Linked DNA regions of Mus musculus: region 1 is linked to region 2. A link is a contact called in public promoter capture Hi-C data. All regions are on one chromosome and are shown on one strand. Each heading gives the region's core, a stretch centred on a gene start, on an enhancer-like site or on the middle of the called end of the contact. The rest is flanking DNA. Distances are from core to core; before and after follow the strand shown.

Evidence for each region. Promoter capture Hi-C pulls out the DNA fragments that hold promoters and counts their contacts.
Region 1: a contact with region 2 is called in a promoter capture Hi-C map of stem cell-derived epiblast-like cells, with 3 times the contacts expected there. The contact joins the promoter of Cd4 here to the promoter of Ing4 in region 2. A contact is called at or near these places in 25 of 39 promoter capture datasets (the 3T3-L1 cell line, the C10 cell line, the HPC-7 cell line and 14 more), 7 of 484 Hi-C or Micro-C datasets (CD4 T cells, brown adipocytes, embryonic fibroblasts and 3 more), 11 of 115 datasets of contacts at active chromatin or transcription factors (the 230-238 cell line, T-cell acute lymphoblastic leukemia, bone marrow-derived macrophages and 8 more) and 4 of 9 other capture datasets (adipose tissue, liver, macrophages and 1 more).

What each region holds. Positions count from the first base shown.
Region 1 is chr6:124,882,886-124,890,114 of GRCm38.p6, reverse strand. It overlaps Cd4 (CD4 antigen), which reads left to right and starts at 1,915. Exons shown (of 10, transcript NM_013488.3): 1 at 1,915-2,035.
Region 2 is chr6:125,033,892-125,041,470 of GRCm38.p6, reverse strand. Ing4 (inhibitor of growth family, member 4) reads right to left here and starts at 1,623. Exons shown (of 8, transcript NM_133345.2): 1 at 1,574-1,623. The coding sequence starts at 1,610. All of the region lies in intron 1 of 4930557K07Rik (RIKEN cDNA 4930557K07 gene), which reads left to right. Zfp384 (zinc finger protein 384) reads right to left here. Exons shown (of 12, transcript NM_001372420.1): 11 at 5,600-5,758; 12 at 3,602-5,165. The coding sequence ends at 4,746.

The DNA.
Region 1 (7,229 bases), core at 666-3,165, 150 kb after region 2:
CTCAAGAACAAACAAACAGACATGAACGGAGTTTGTTTTTCCTACCACTGTTTCTATATGGCTTCTCTAGCCACTAAGAGATTGTTGTTGCAAGCAGCACTTGAATAAAGAGTGCCTTTGCCCCCTTATAAGAGTTCTTCCTGCCAAGCTCCCCTGACCTTGTGGCTTTGCTTGGCTCCAGAGGACATTCCTCCAAGGTTTTATCTGTGCTTGAAGTTTTCCAAAGTCAGGCAGTCATGGGGCTGCATCTGGGTCAGGATTTGTGCCCAATAAAGGAACAGCGAACCATCTGGATCCCAACAGGAGAGGCCAGGACATGGGAGTTAGGGACTGGAGCCACCATGCCGGCATAGAATGGCAATGTCACCCTACGCTGACATAGTGGTTCAGAATGACCTAGAGAGATTTGAAAGACATTTAGAAGAATTTGTAAATAGATACATGACAGGGATTGGGGACTGAGGAAGTAAAAGATTGCATTCAATGTGTTTGGCTTAGCTATCTTGCCGTCACTCTGTAGAAAACTTGAGGCAAGGGCAGGCAGATGCTAAGTCTGTCCAGAACTAGTCTGAGATTTATGGAAATTGCTATGTGAAGAGACACAATGACCAAGGCAACTCTCATGAAGGAAACCATTTAATCGGGGACTTGCTTGCAGTTTCAGAGGGAGTCTATTATCTTCATGGTGCTGGACCAGTAGCTAAGAGCTACATCCTGATCTGTGGGGGGGGGGTGTGGGGGGGGAGAACAGAGAGAGAGGGAAGGAGGGAGGGAAGAACAGAGAGAGAGAGAGAGAGAGGAAGGAGACTGGGCTTGGCATGGACTTTTAAAACCTCAAAGCCTTCCCCCAGTGATATACTTCCTCCAATAAGGCCACACTTCTTAGTCCTTATAATCCTTTCAAATAGTACTACTCTCTGGTGACTTAGCATTCAAATACATGAACCTATTAGGGCCATTCTTAGTCAAACCACCACAGTCTGCAGAGCTTAGGTGAGATCTGGGCTAGAGGAGAATATGGGGAATGTTAGCAACAGACTGCTCCCTAGTCTCCAGTCATTCCTGTCTTCTCAGATGTTCGTATTGCAGTCCAGGCCTCTCTGCCACAGCGAGTCAGATATACAGTCTGCTGATCACAGGCTGCACATTGCACAGATGCTCTCAGGGGTGTGTAATGAGAAGCCCTCAGAGGGATCACCACAGCTGCTCTCAAATTGTCACTAAAGGAAGTGTAGCGTGTTTGCTTACCTGTCCAAAACAGTGGCCCTACTCTTCCTGTAAGATGGGCACACAGTCTGAATGGCTTCTTTCTGCCTTCCCCATAGAGGAGACACACAAGGTTCTCATCATGCATGCTTTTTTGCACCTTGGCCATGTGCTACCCACTCAATCTCCAGCAATGGAGTAAGGGAAAGCCAAACCACTATGTCTTTAGCTGCCACAGAGCCGTGTTGACTCTTGCTGTTTCCCTATGGGCTCTTTGTCATCTCTAGAACAGCCGACTTAGTGGATCTGTTGGGCAACGTAATCTAAATTTTCCATTGATTAAATTGCTAACTTTTTTTTTTAAAACATGGCATTACTGCATAGGCAGCCTAGTCTGGCCTTGAGCTTGTGATTTTTCTGCCTAAATCACCCAGTGCTGGGGTTACAGTTACATGCCCGTGCCCGTGCCCGTGCCTGTAAGCCTTGCCTCACGTTGACCTAACCAGGCTGTTTCAGCTTTTTACGGCACCAAACAATAGTGACATTCCAGACTCCAGCTTGATTCTGCTCAGGCATTTTCAGTGACTTTGGCATTTTTAATTTTTCAACTTCCCCAACAACTGGGGGTGGGAGGGAGGGACTCCTGAGGGCTGGCTTACGTCCGCCGTGCAGAGGAGCCTCACGACCAGGCTTCCTGTCTTTTCATTTACGAACATCTGTGAAGGCAAAGCAAGACTCTCTTCTTCACTAGGTACCTGTTTGCAAAGTCTCGAGCCCTCATATACACACACCTGTGCAAGAAGCAGAGTGAAGGAAGGACTGGCCAGAGGTAAGAGGGACGTGTTCAACTTTGTTCTTTCAAGGAGCTGGAAGGGGCAGCTAATGTGCCGGAATGTTCTGGATGCAGTTCTCTGTTCTCAGTTGTGGCCTGGGGTTCTCCTGTATTCCTCTTAGAACGGGTCATGAACAGTGATCTCCCACTGGAATCATGAGCTTCGAAAGGCTCAGCAGTAAGCCCTTCTCATCTTTGCCTGCCCATGGCCCCAAGTATAGTTTAGTGCTCAGAGCAGTAGGTGCCCCCTTGAACCACCCCAGGAAGAATGCAAAGTCAGAGGGGTAGAAAGGCAGCTGGGACATGGTGGGGTGTGGGGGCAATAGTGGGGAGTGGAAAGCTGGGGAGAGAGAAAATACAGAAATAATTTAGCAGAGGACTGAAGATTAGAAAGAGGAAACTTTGAGAATGGAAGAGACACTAAAACAAAACAACAACAACAAAAAGAAACAGAAAACACAAGAAAAACAGAGTGGACGATATGCAATTAAAAAAAAAAAACTTTCTTAAAAGTCTTCACCAAGGATCATGCAATCAAGAACACTGCAGGCCACATGGTCCATTTTGGGCTCGCTCAATTTCATTTGTGTTGACGTGAGCTGTTAAACTCTTGTTTTCTTCTGTGAAGTTTTAGGGTTTTGGCTTGTTGTGTTTTGTTTCTGAGGTTTCACTGTGTTGCCTGGGCTGGTCTCAATATCCTGGGCCCAGATGATATTATTGCTTCAGCTTCCCCAGTAGCTGGGACCAAGGCACATGCCACTCTGTCTGGGCTGATATTTAGGGTTTTTGAAATGTTCTAAGGGGACTCTGTTTTAGTTACCCTGGGTTAGGAGTTGAGGAGGGGATTTTATCAGAAAATGTTAAAACTGGCCCCTTATCTATGAATTGCTGTAAAGGGACACTTTTTTTTTTAAAAGTAGACATGTTAGAATAATTAATTCTAAGAGAATTAGTCTTGGCTACAGACCCCAGAGGGCTTGGTACAAAGCGGTCATAAGTCAGGACTCTATTTCTCAAGATGGGGTGAGCTTCCCTGTCTCCACACCCTCAGACCTTTCTCCTTCCCCAGAGCCACATGGTCTTGAAGTTATGTTGTGCCCCTGAGTGTCCTTCAGTTCATAGACTTGTTCCCAGACAGTGGTCTCCTGAGGTTCATTCTGACCCTTCAAAATAGAAAGGTTCCGTTGAGGTAATTCAAAAACTCTTCTGAGTGGAATAGCGGAATATCCTGGTCTCGTAGGGAACTCTTTTTGGAAGCAAGGCTGGGAGAACCCGATGAGGGAGGCCAGTGCTATTTAGTGTTCTGACCATTTCCGATGCTATCTTAGATTCTCTAGGTTAATACAAAATGGCCGCCCTGAACCACTAAAGAAAGATCCTCCGAGGAGCCAGATACCTAGAACCAGTTTTCCCTTTCAATCCGAGGCCCTCACAGAAGAGGCCTGCCTCTATGTACAGAGTCTTCCCCACGGTCAACCAGTTCTAGGAAGAGGCTCCAAGTGGCCTTCGGTCTCACTCTTGACCGCAGTGGTTGGCACATTTTAGACACTTAATAAACATTTGTTGGGTTAAATACCTTGGATGGAGATGGGAAAGGGGATGACGGAAGGGAGGATGTAGATGTGTCTGTAGGGTGTGAATGTTCAGTGCTGCTTACAGCATTGTTTAGACCTTTCTTTCTGAGTCAAGAGAAGCAGGGGTTACAGAGCTCCCACCCACTGCCACCCACCCGCTGCGTGTAGGCACCCGAGGCAAAGGAGAGGGTGGCAGAGGTTGCAGCCACTGAACCACAAGGGTCGCTTAGAGGGTCACATCTCTAGGAAGTTTATACGAAGCTAGGCAACAGAGGAAGGGTGTGTGGCGGGGGGCACATCCCACAACTGGGCTAGAGTGGGCTGACTGGGGGGCCATGAGGAGAAGATGAAAACGCATTCGGGACCACAGGCTGTCACTGTGGTGGGGCTGCTGTGCTGGAACTGTGCCCTCCTCTCCCATCTCTGGGGGCCATGTGAGGGTGGCAGGAACCCCAAGTACCTTAAAAGGTGTGTGGTGTGTACTGTCACTTGATAACATCCCTTGTGTGGTCCCTCTCTTTGTTCTTTTGGTGTTGAGTTCTCTGCATGTATCTTGCCTTCTAGAGTCTCTTCATTCCTATGCCTCTCCTTCTGACATGTTCTTGTCATGTGTTGATGGATCCTGTGAAGGGTGGTTGTTGCTTACTGACTTTTCTTTGTCCCTTTCTCTTTCGCTCCTGTCTTCCCTTGAGGCTTCTGTGGTTGGTTTGTTGTTGTTGTTGTTTGTTTGTTTGTTTGTTTTTTTCCAGAAAACATGTCCCCTCTCCCTCAACTCTGCAGCCAATTCCTCTCACATCCACCCTTCCGGTCCAGCCTATACTCCACAGCTTCCTGTCAGATCAAAGCTCCTGGAAGACCTACCAGAAGCCAGGCTACTTGTTTACAGGGTAGAAGGAACCAGAGATCTTGGTGGCATCTGAGGAGAGGAAAGGGGAGAAAGAGGAGATAGGGGGCACTCCAAGGGGAAGAGAACACTAAAGGCTGCAGCTCAGAGGAAGACATCCAAGGAGCTGAAGGCCAAAGCACAAGCATGGAAAAATAGATTGAGAAATGCAGACATGAGCAGAGACGGGGGAGGGGGACATTGCAGCCAGTCAGCTCTTGCATCCTTTCCCAGGGGTGACGTACACAGGATGCTGCGCTTACTCTTTATGAGATATAGCGCCTCTGGGGAGGCTGAGGATGTGGGAATCAAAGGCCAGGTCTCTGGGGTAGCAGCGGAAACCTGAAGCACCAATGCAGGCTGTGGCTGGAAACCCACAGCCTCCTCCACTGAGCCAATTCCCAGCGTGCGTTGGTGTGGGGCCAGGAGCTGGAGACAGACTCCAAGGTTGTACAGTGAGGGAGAGAAAGTGCCTACCCTCTGGGGAAGAGCCAGGAATGCCCTCGTTCCTCCAGCATCTTTATCAGAGCTACGTGAATTTAGATCCCAAGGAGGAAGAGCCCAATAGAGACTTGGTTTCTCTGTTAACTTCTACTCACCAGGGACTGACACACCCGCTCATCAAGGTTTTCCATCTAGGGTAGGGACAGCAGGAAACCTTCTTGGGCCTAGGCTGCTCCTTCAACTCTTATCACCCCACACCCTTCCCTTAAATGCTTTGCAGGCCCTGGCCCAAGTCAACTGTGCCAACTTGTAATCTCCTCTGTGACTATAATGACTAGTCTCAGGCCTGCCTTCCCCAGAAACCTCTCTTTTGGCTATTTCTCTTTCTAGTTCTCTGTTTAAACAAAATTTATTCTATATATCTATCTATCTGTCTATCTATCTATCTATCTATCTATCTATCTATCTATCTATCTATCTATCATCTACTTATCATCTGTCTAGCCATTTGAAGCATCTTTGTGTTTTAGGTCCTGTTAGATTCTCCTTTCAGCCAGTGGAGGATCTGGACAGAGCTATTTCTTAGCTTCCCCTAAGCCATGTTGTTAGAACGAATCCCCCACACCTCCTCTGAGTGCTACGTCTCCGTCAAGAATTATGTATGTGGGATCCAGATGGCCCAGTGGATAAAACTGCAAGTGTCATGACCATGACCTGACTTCAAGGGATTGTGTAGAAAGGGAGTTATCACAGTGTGAGGGACAGGGCTAAGGACACTAACCCGTATGTTGAGGGGCACAGACGCTAGCAACAACAGTGAAGTGTTTAAAAAGGCAAAAATCATGTTTCTAGAAGTCAGGAAGAGCCTAACTTGTGGACAAGGACCAACAGGCAGCAGTTGTAATGGGGCAGGGCAGAGGGAGAGCGGACACGCAGCTTTTGGCATCAAACACACCCAGAGTGTGGATAGAGAGTAGGGAAATACTCTAGTCTCTGGCTAGGATACTCCCCTCTCTTTTTGACATTTCTCATTGGCAGCCCCAAGTGGTCACTGGAGAGCCAGGAAGCCTAAAGGACACAGTTAGTAGCAGCCAGCTCCTTTGGTGGAATTTTGGGGACATGGTGGGGTGACTTGGCTCTATCCAGGCCAGGGCTGGGTGTGAGTATACACTTAGTGACTGGCCTTCCTTCTCAGGTTCCCTCCTTCTCCCTCGCCCTTCTTTCCTTGAAGCTACATTTTTGTAATACTGAGGATAAGACCCAGGGCATGCAAAGCAGACCCTGTACCCCTGAGCTATGTCCTCGGCCTTCAGTGACCCATTTAAGGAACAGAATCCAGGTACTGCGTATAGGAAGATGCACCAATGAGGTATTTGCCTCTGTTCATCCTATTTGGCTTAAATTAAACAGGGATATTATCCACTTCCACTGGTGCCAGCCTCGTGGTGGCTTAAGGCAGCTTGAGACTGTCATCTCTGTCCTTGTAGAGTTCACGCTAGCGGGGAAGGGATTATGTGAATCACTCTCGGTTAAGGTGGCAGAGGCGACATGGCCAAGAGAGCATCAAGAGAGAACTGATTGAGTTCAGAAAGGGCAGATTGCTACAGAGCAACACAGCAGGGGTTATTCAAGGGGACAGAAAAATCAGGCTTGGGATAAAGAATAATAATTAACTCTTCGTGAATATCTTGCCTCACCAGCTCTGGACCAGATTCCCTGTTGAGACTCACCCTTAATAGTCACTTCCCTGAGCCCCACTTAGAGCCTGGGCCGCTGGGTTGCATTGCCTTCGTGCATGTGCGCATGCCCGTGTGTGTGTGTGTGTGTGTGTGTGTGTGTGTGTGTGTGTATGTGTGTGTGTGTATGCGTGTGTAAATAACAGTGATTTCACTCATCACCAGAACCAATCTCAACTCTTCTAGCTTGCCTGTTAGGATTTATTGCCAGCCCCCAAATATGTTCCTATATATAGCCCCCTGTGCTGTGTTAGTTCTTAGCACTTCTAGCACACCCCGAAGGACTGAGAACGGTCCTCTGAGGATGGCCTTGAACTCCCGATTTCCTGCCTCTTTCTACCTTCTGTGCAGGGATTATCAGTATACACCACCACAGCTCGGACCACTCCATGGCCGGTGCTCCTGAACCCATGGCCTCACACACACTAGGCAGATACTTACTAACCGAGCCACAGTCCCAAATGCTGCTTTTAATTTTTTTGGAAATTTTATATTAAAGCATTCCCATCCTTGCCACAGACGCAGAGTGGTGGATATAGCACTTGTCTAGTGTG
Region 2 (7,579 bases), core at 374-2,873:
AAAAAATGTTTGTACTGAATATGGCTTGGTGCTTATAATCAATAGCACTGTGGAGATAGAAGGAGGGCCTGGAGTTCAAGGTCAACCTGGGCTAAATCAGACACTGTCTGAAAAGACAAAACAAGAGGGGGCTTCTTAAGTCTGTGACAGCAGTTCACTAGGATTACTAGTCACAACAGATTACCAAATCAGATGACTCATCTTTCCCGAGGCAGTCGGCACCACCTTCTCGTTCAAGTAACTTACTTCCTCCTAGCAGTGAATACTAGGTCAGAGGCCTTCTGGTATTGCCAGCATCGACATTTTTTTTTCTCCCGAGACAGGGTTTCTCTGTGTAGCCTTGGCTGTCCTGGAACTCACTTTGTAGACTAGACTGGCCTTGAACTCAGAAATCCGCCTGCCTCTGCCTCCCGAGTGCTGGAATTAAAGGCGTGAACCACTACATCTTATCCTTTAAATGCTGCTTTCTTGAGCTCAGTGTCTTTTTTACTGTCTGAAGTTTTTTCCTGAATAATCTCACTGTCAGATTGAATGCCTATTTCTAAGGCAAAGACTAATGTATTGTTATTACTCCAGAATCTCCTACACTGCTGATTAGATAGTTTATTTTCCAAGCAGAATTCACCTTGGATTTTCCTTCTCTCTCAATCGCAAAGTCATTCAATCAATCTTGCCATGTTCAATATCTTTTTTTGTTTGTTTGTTTTTGAGACAGGGCTTCTCTGTGTAGCTCTGGCTGTCCTGGAACAAACTGTAGACCTGGCTGGCCACGAACTTAGAAATCCGCCCGCCTCTGCCTCCCAAGTGCTGGGATTAAAGGTGTGCCATGTTTAATATCTAAAACTTTCTGTCATTCTCTAAGACCAGGTCTGCACTTCTGATTTGGACTGCTACCATTATTTGATCAGTTACTTTCTTTTATTAAAATCAATGCTCTATTTTAAGATGCCCAGGTTAAGAGTTGCCTAAAAGTCTAATATATCCCCAGCCGATTTCTCACTTCCCAGTCTCTATACACACATACACACACACACGACGGGGGAGGGGGAAGACCAGGGAGGCGAGGAGACAGACAGACAGACATATTCCTCATTTTTTGAGAACTGGATTTTGCTCATAAAGTAAAGCATTTCAGCGATCAACTCAGTGGTCGCTCTATTCCACCCAGCAAGCTTAATGAGGAGCAACTTTTGAGATATAAATGACTAAAGGAATTAGGTCGAATATCTGCAGCTGCTCCAAATGGCAGTGCGTAAGTAACGACGCTGCACAACTTAGGGGGGAAAAAAAATCTACCCTCAAGAACTGAGTCAGCAACTACTTTCCTGCTACCCCTAACCCTTTAAAGCCCAGCCCTGATCCCACGGAGCAGCCCTTCCCTCGTCCAGATCTTGAGCGAGGCCTCTAAGCCCACTGCCCCGCCCCCTCCCTCTTCCCCCTCGAATAAATCTTCCCACGGAACCCTTTTCCTGTGATCTTCAGGCTACCAGAACCTCGGGGCCATGAAGTCTGTCAACCTGGACCCTCTACACCACTCTATGGCCCATGACCCCCTTCTCCAGTTGGCTCTTACTGTCCAGATAATGTTCCAAATACATCCCAGCAGCCATCTTGAAGCAAAACAAAGCAACTTCCGATCTTCCCCGGAAGTGACTGATACACGACAGGCGCTGTAACCATTCTTGGATTACACCTTTTCCGTACCTGAACTTCCGCCCTTACTAAACTATCTGCCTCGGATACATCCGCCGGAAACTGAACTTTTTTTTTTTTTTTTTTGCGCCTATTCACGGTCATCTACAGCGAGGCTGATTTAGCCTGGCTTCCGCCCTTAATAAGGCGGCAATATGTGTCTGCGACAGGCATGACGTCACGCGAAGTCGCCATTTTGCATTCTCTAGCAAACTTTTTTCCCTCCAAAACTAGGAATGTTTGGTAAATGGGGGAATCTATTATGTGTAGTTATATTTTGCAAATAATCGCTTTCAACAAGTAGGGAATCGAGCTGTTTTGCTTTTCTAATTATGAATCTGGCCACCAACGTCCCAGCTTAAGTAGAATAGTCTCGGAGGCAGATGCTTTCTTCAGAAGTTGTCAGGCTTTGCAAATTTAACCCTTTGCATCTCTCATCACTTACAAGTTTCTTTGTGTAGCCCTCGCTGTTCTCGAACTCCAAGAGACCTTCCTCTGCCTCACTAATGCTGGGATTAAAGGCGTGCGATATGGAGATCCATGTTTGTGTTTTGTAATGGACTTATGTACTGAAAAGACTGGGTCATCAAAGTATATGCTAGATAGCAGCCTTCACCCTAGTCAAAACCTGTCAGGTTGCTGCTCTTAGGGAAAGAGAACTCAAACCTCTTAGTATTGGTGGTAGATTCTAGCAGATAGGTGTCGCCTCAAGTTGATATACCCTTCACAGTAGTTAGACCCCATACTTGTAAGATAAAATTTGAGCTCTTTTATACCCAATAAGCCCAAGTTTCCTGCTGAGCAGTTGCTAAAGCAGGACAGCAGGATGTGGACTCCATTCTAATCTAAGAGCATGCTGTCGGATAACTGACTCGGCCGGCTTTTTCCTATACAATGAGAATAACAGACATTATCATTGCGCAAAAGTGGAAATGGATGTTCACCCACAAAGGAGGAGCTGATTGCAATCCTTGTGATGAGAACAGGTTTGTCAAACTCTCCATAGTTGGTGAGTGGAAAGTGCACCAGGCAGCTAACCAACAATACTGAGGTACTACTGTCCTGGATGCCCAGTCCCAAATTAAATGAGACTTCTTTATCCACATCACCAAGTAGTGACAGCTGGCTAGGTCTCAGATAGGAGAACATTTGCCAATCTTTTCAGTACTGTATGAAGGATTTAATCTTCATGAAGCAGTCTTGGGAAATTAGCCGAATCCTTTCATGGTAGACTGTGAGAAGTTTCTTAAGTTTCTTGTTCTGCTCTGTCCAGCACAATGGTCTTCCATTTTAGGTGAACATGATAACCATTATTATCATGGGAAGCTCACTGCATTTGGCATTTTCTTCCATCTTAAACCCAGTAGCTGGTTATAGTTTCCATCACTGGAAACCTTTGCACTGCAGTCTAATGAGACACTATGTATACGTACACAGTGCCCAGTAGAATTTGGATAATATGGGGTTGGGGGTTCCTTTCAAGAGGCCATACATGTCTGTGCCCCTACCATACCTGGCAAGAGACAAAAGATCTCTGTGTAGTCCTGGCAGTCTTAGAACTTGAAACTAGACCAGGCTGGCCTCTTAGAGATCCAACCACCTCTCCCTCCTGAGCAAAGTCGTGCACCACGGCTTGGCTTTTTTTATTTTTTGCGGTGTGGGGGTGGCAAAGGGGAAAGAATATAGCCGTTTTGTTAAATGTAACCTTGTCTCACATATGTAGGCAGTCCCACGATAGGACATGTATACAACTGTTCCTAAACTGGCAATGGCTTCGGAATAACACATCCGGTGGCTTATGAGCCTAGCATCTGTTCTTCACCCTCTCCAGTCTAAATTCTTCCTGCTGGCCTGGAGAGCTCCCCAGATAGCCTTCCCCACGCTAGCTTACACAGTAGCTCACTGCCTCTCATCCTTAAACATGAATTTATTTCTATACAATGGTCTAAAAACACCCCTTAGTTTGTACATAAGATTTTCATTTTTAAATTGCTTTATAACAACTGTATAATTCCTGATTATTTTATCTGAAATCTCCCATGATTAAAAAAATTAAAAGTCAAAAGAAAATTAAAATGCCATGGCCAGAGGACAAGGTGGAGAAAAAAAAATAAGACAAAAATAAAACATCAATATGAAAATTCTCAGAGATAATGCATTTATAAACACAGAAATGGTTACAACAAAGATGGCCGTGATGAGCAGGTATATATATATATATTTATATATATATATTTATATATAAATCCATGTCCGGCATCTGACCGTGGCACCTAGGGAGGCTAAGTCCAGTCCTGTGTGTGCCCTGAATTCTCCCTTCTCTGCAAAAGACCGAATGGTATTGCAGAGAACACAGCTACCACAGCTCCCAGAGCTCCTTGGACTGGGATAGCGAGACTGAGTATATAGGCCCTTGGTTGGCAGAGAAGGAAGGAGGCTGTTAAGGAAAAATAACTCATACTCTTAAGCCACCCTTGGTCACCGGGGAATCTCTGGCACCTTGGCAACCATGAATCAGCTATTGCCCCCTTACAAATAAAAAGGTATAGTCATCACCCAATATAAAGTGAGACCACGGAAGGGGAAGAAAATGGCTCACAGGGGTCAGGCCACGTGCAAAATCTGTTCTTTTACAGGTAAGCATAGAACGGAAGGCTGGTGGCATTTAGAGCTTCCTTCTCTGTTATCTGGGAGGGCCAGCCACTAGTCTTCCATCAACCTCAACTTTGAGGATGAAGAGAGAGAAAGGTAAGCGCCCCACACTGGATAAGATGTGTGAGCTCCCAGCGGATCCTTCTCTCAAGCACCAAGCCCCAGTTTTAAAAGCTCTGCCTGGATGGGGGCTGTTGGATAACACTATCAGCTCAGGATTCCTTGGCCAATCAGGAGCAGCTGAGAATAAGGATGGTTATCTTGCGAAGAAAAGCCATGCCTGAGACCCAAGGAGCTGGAGACAGGACTTGTCAAGGAAGAAGAGAACTTTCCCACCAAGAAGAGTTGACAAAGGAGGGACCAGGACTTCTCCCCGTTCCGATGGATGGCAGTACGGATCTCTAAGAGCTGGCCAGGTGCTCCACCTGGATGGTGCTGGTGGTGACAGTGAGGCAGATGTCTTTATGATGCTCTGCCGGCTTATAGGGGGTCAAGTCAAAGGAACACTGGGGTGGAGGGTTCGGGTTGCTGTCCCCACCACCCCCTCCCTGGGGAGCTGCCCCAGGGGACTGGAAGTGTGGTGGTTGTGGCGGTGGCTGCTGCTGCTGCTGCTGCTGTGACGCCTGTGAAGCCTGGGCCTGGGCCTGGGCCTGGGCCTGGGCTTGAGCTTGGGCCTGGGCTTGAGCTTGGGCCTGGGCTTGAGCTTGGGCCTGAGCCTGGGCCTGGGCCTGGGCCACCGCTGCTGCTGCTGCCGCTGCTTGCACTTGCTGTTGAAGATCAGGAGGGTTGTGTTTGCGCATATGTTTCATAAGGTATGTTTCCTGAGGGAGATGGGTATGAAAAGAAGTTAAGATAAAAGAAAGGGAAAAAGACAACCTGCAAGTCTCAACCTGGGCTCTTACTCTGTAGTGTCTGTCTACGAAGAGATGTTCTGGAGTGGGGCAAAAAGGAACAGAACCTTTAGAAGTCACGGCGGACGCTGAGTTGGCAGACAGAAACCTATTTCTCTCAAAGACCTCTGAGTGAAGCCATTACAACCTTGTTCTAGAATCTCATAGAAAATACCTGAAATCTAGAATGAAGAGTCACTGCTTATGGCACTAATTATCTCTGAATGCTGACTCTAGTAACTGAGAACAGGGGAAAGCAGATGCCAAGCCAGTCACCCACAGACTCCATCAAGTAAAGACACAGTGGACTGCTGTCTTAAGAGAGATGGGGGTGGGAGGGAGACGACGAGACACACAATACTTACTGATGTATATGCCCGACTGCAGATTGTGCAGGTATAAACCTTGGCGTGTTTCACTGTGTGTGTAGATAAGTGAGCCTCGAGAGAGGCTGCGTCTGTATATGCTCGGTGACAGTTGTGGCACTTGAAGGGTTTATCTTTGTTGTGCTGCCGTCTGTGAGACTGCAAACAATGAGAGAAACCAAAGTGAGTCCCGGTTCTTCCTTGGCCTATAGAGAGTTAGCCTCACGGTGATCACAGGCCATCCTAGCTTCCCGTTCTACAGGAAGGCAGTAGAGACTGCTTTGAATAGAACGTTAGGACTAATGACTGGGAGAGGAAATGTGTCTCAAAAGGCACAACCTTGGGTCGTAGTAAAGTTACACTGGCTTCCAGTGGTCTCGTGAGGTATGGAGACTACATGGTCCTTTCCAAGGGCTCACAGAATCAACTCTTCACGATGAGCTAAGGGCTAAAGAGATGGCTGAGTGGGTAGAGTGTTTGCTGTGCAGGAAGAACTGCTCAGATCCTCGGCATCCACGTAAGAGTAGGTGAGGCCTTGTGAAAACAGGAGCATCCCTGAGGCCTCCTGCTCTAGTCACAAAATAGTGAGCTGGACATGCAGTAAAACACTGTCTCACAAATCAGGCGGTGCTCCAGAAGCAGACGCCCACGGTGCCTCCCCAACATGCCCACACACACACGAGCCAGGTGTGTGCCTCTGCTCGCTCGCTCGCTCGCTCGCTCTCTCACATTATTATAGTATCCCATGAGAGGAGTGGGCTCACACTCACCTAAGCCACAGACCTTGCAAAAATCCTGGGCACAGCAGCACATGCCTGAAATCCCAGCACTTAGAAGGCTGAGGAGTTAGGATGGCAGGTTCAAGGCCAGCCTGAGCTACACAGCATACCATTTTAAGAGTAACAAAATCACAAGGGCTGGGTGTGTAGTTCAGTGGTAGAGTGCTTGTGTAGAGTAGGCTATGAAAAACAAAAACCTTGTAAAATATGAAATATCATTCTCCCATTAAGTTCCTTTAGTGAGATTTGGGAATATTAATGTTCTTTTAATGCTACATGGGATTGGGTTATATATTATAATTTTGTTTTTATGAAATGGGGTTTCATGTAGCCTAGATTGTGCGTTTTTTGAGTTTTTTTTTTTTTTTTTTTTGGTTTTTTGAGACAGGGTTTCTCTGTGTAGCCCTGGCTGTCCTGGAACTCAGAAATCTGCCTCTGCCTCCCAAGGGCTGGATTAAAGGCTTGTGCCACCACTGCCTGGCTTTTTTTTAAATTTTTTTTATTTTTTTTTAAATATTTGTGTAGGCAGATCTCTGAATTTGAGGCCAGCCTGGTCTACGTGGCAGGTTGCAGGACAGCAGTGCTATCTATCTCAAAAAACAAAACAAAACAAAACAACCCAAAACCCCAAAAACAACAACAAAAAACAAGACTCAAAAAGTGTATTTGTGCAGGTGCCTTGGGGGCCAGAGTGGCACTGGATTCCCTGGAGTAGAGTTAGAGGTAGGGCGCTGTAGTCACCTGGCCCGGGTACTGGAACATAAAGCCCCTAAGTGCTAACTCTCCAGATGCTATTTCTTTGTTTCTTCTTGCTTACTATGGCGTCCAGGGGAGGCTGGTTCCAGGCACACAGCACTGTTCCCATCACCTGAGAGTTTTGGCTTTCTGGTTTGTTCTAATTTTGTACGTACCAGGGACTGAACCTACGGCCTGGTACATACTAGACAAGCACTAACAGTGAGCTACAGAACCAGTCTTTTCTTTCCCTTTATTAGTGTGTGTGTGTGTGTGTGTGTGTGTGTGTGTGTGTGTGTGTGCACTCATGAATTCATGAATGTATTGTGTGTGGGTGTGCGTACCTGCCATGACACATGGATAAAGGATAATGGACAACTTTCAGAGTGGGTTCTCTTCTAGTCGAACTCAAGATAGTCAGGCTTGTATGGCAAGTATGTTTCAGCACTGGGCCATCTTATCAACC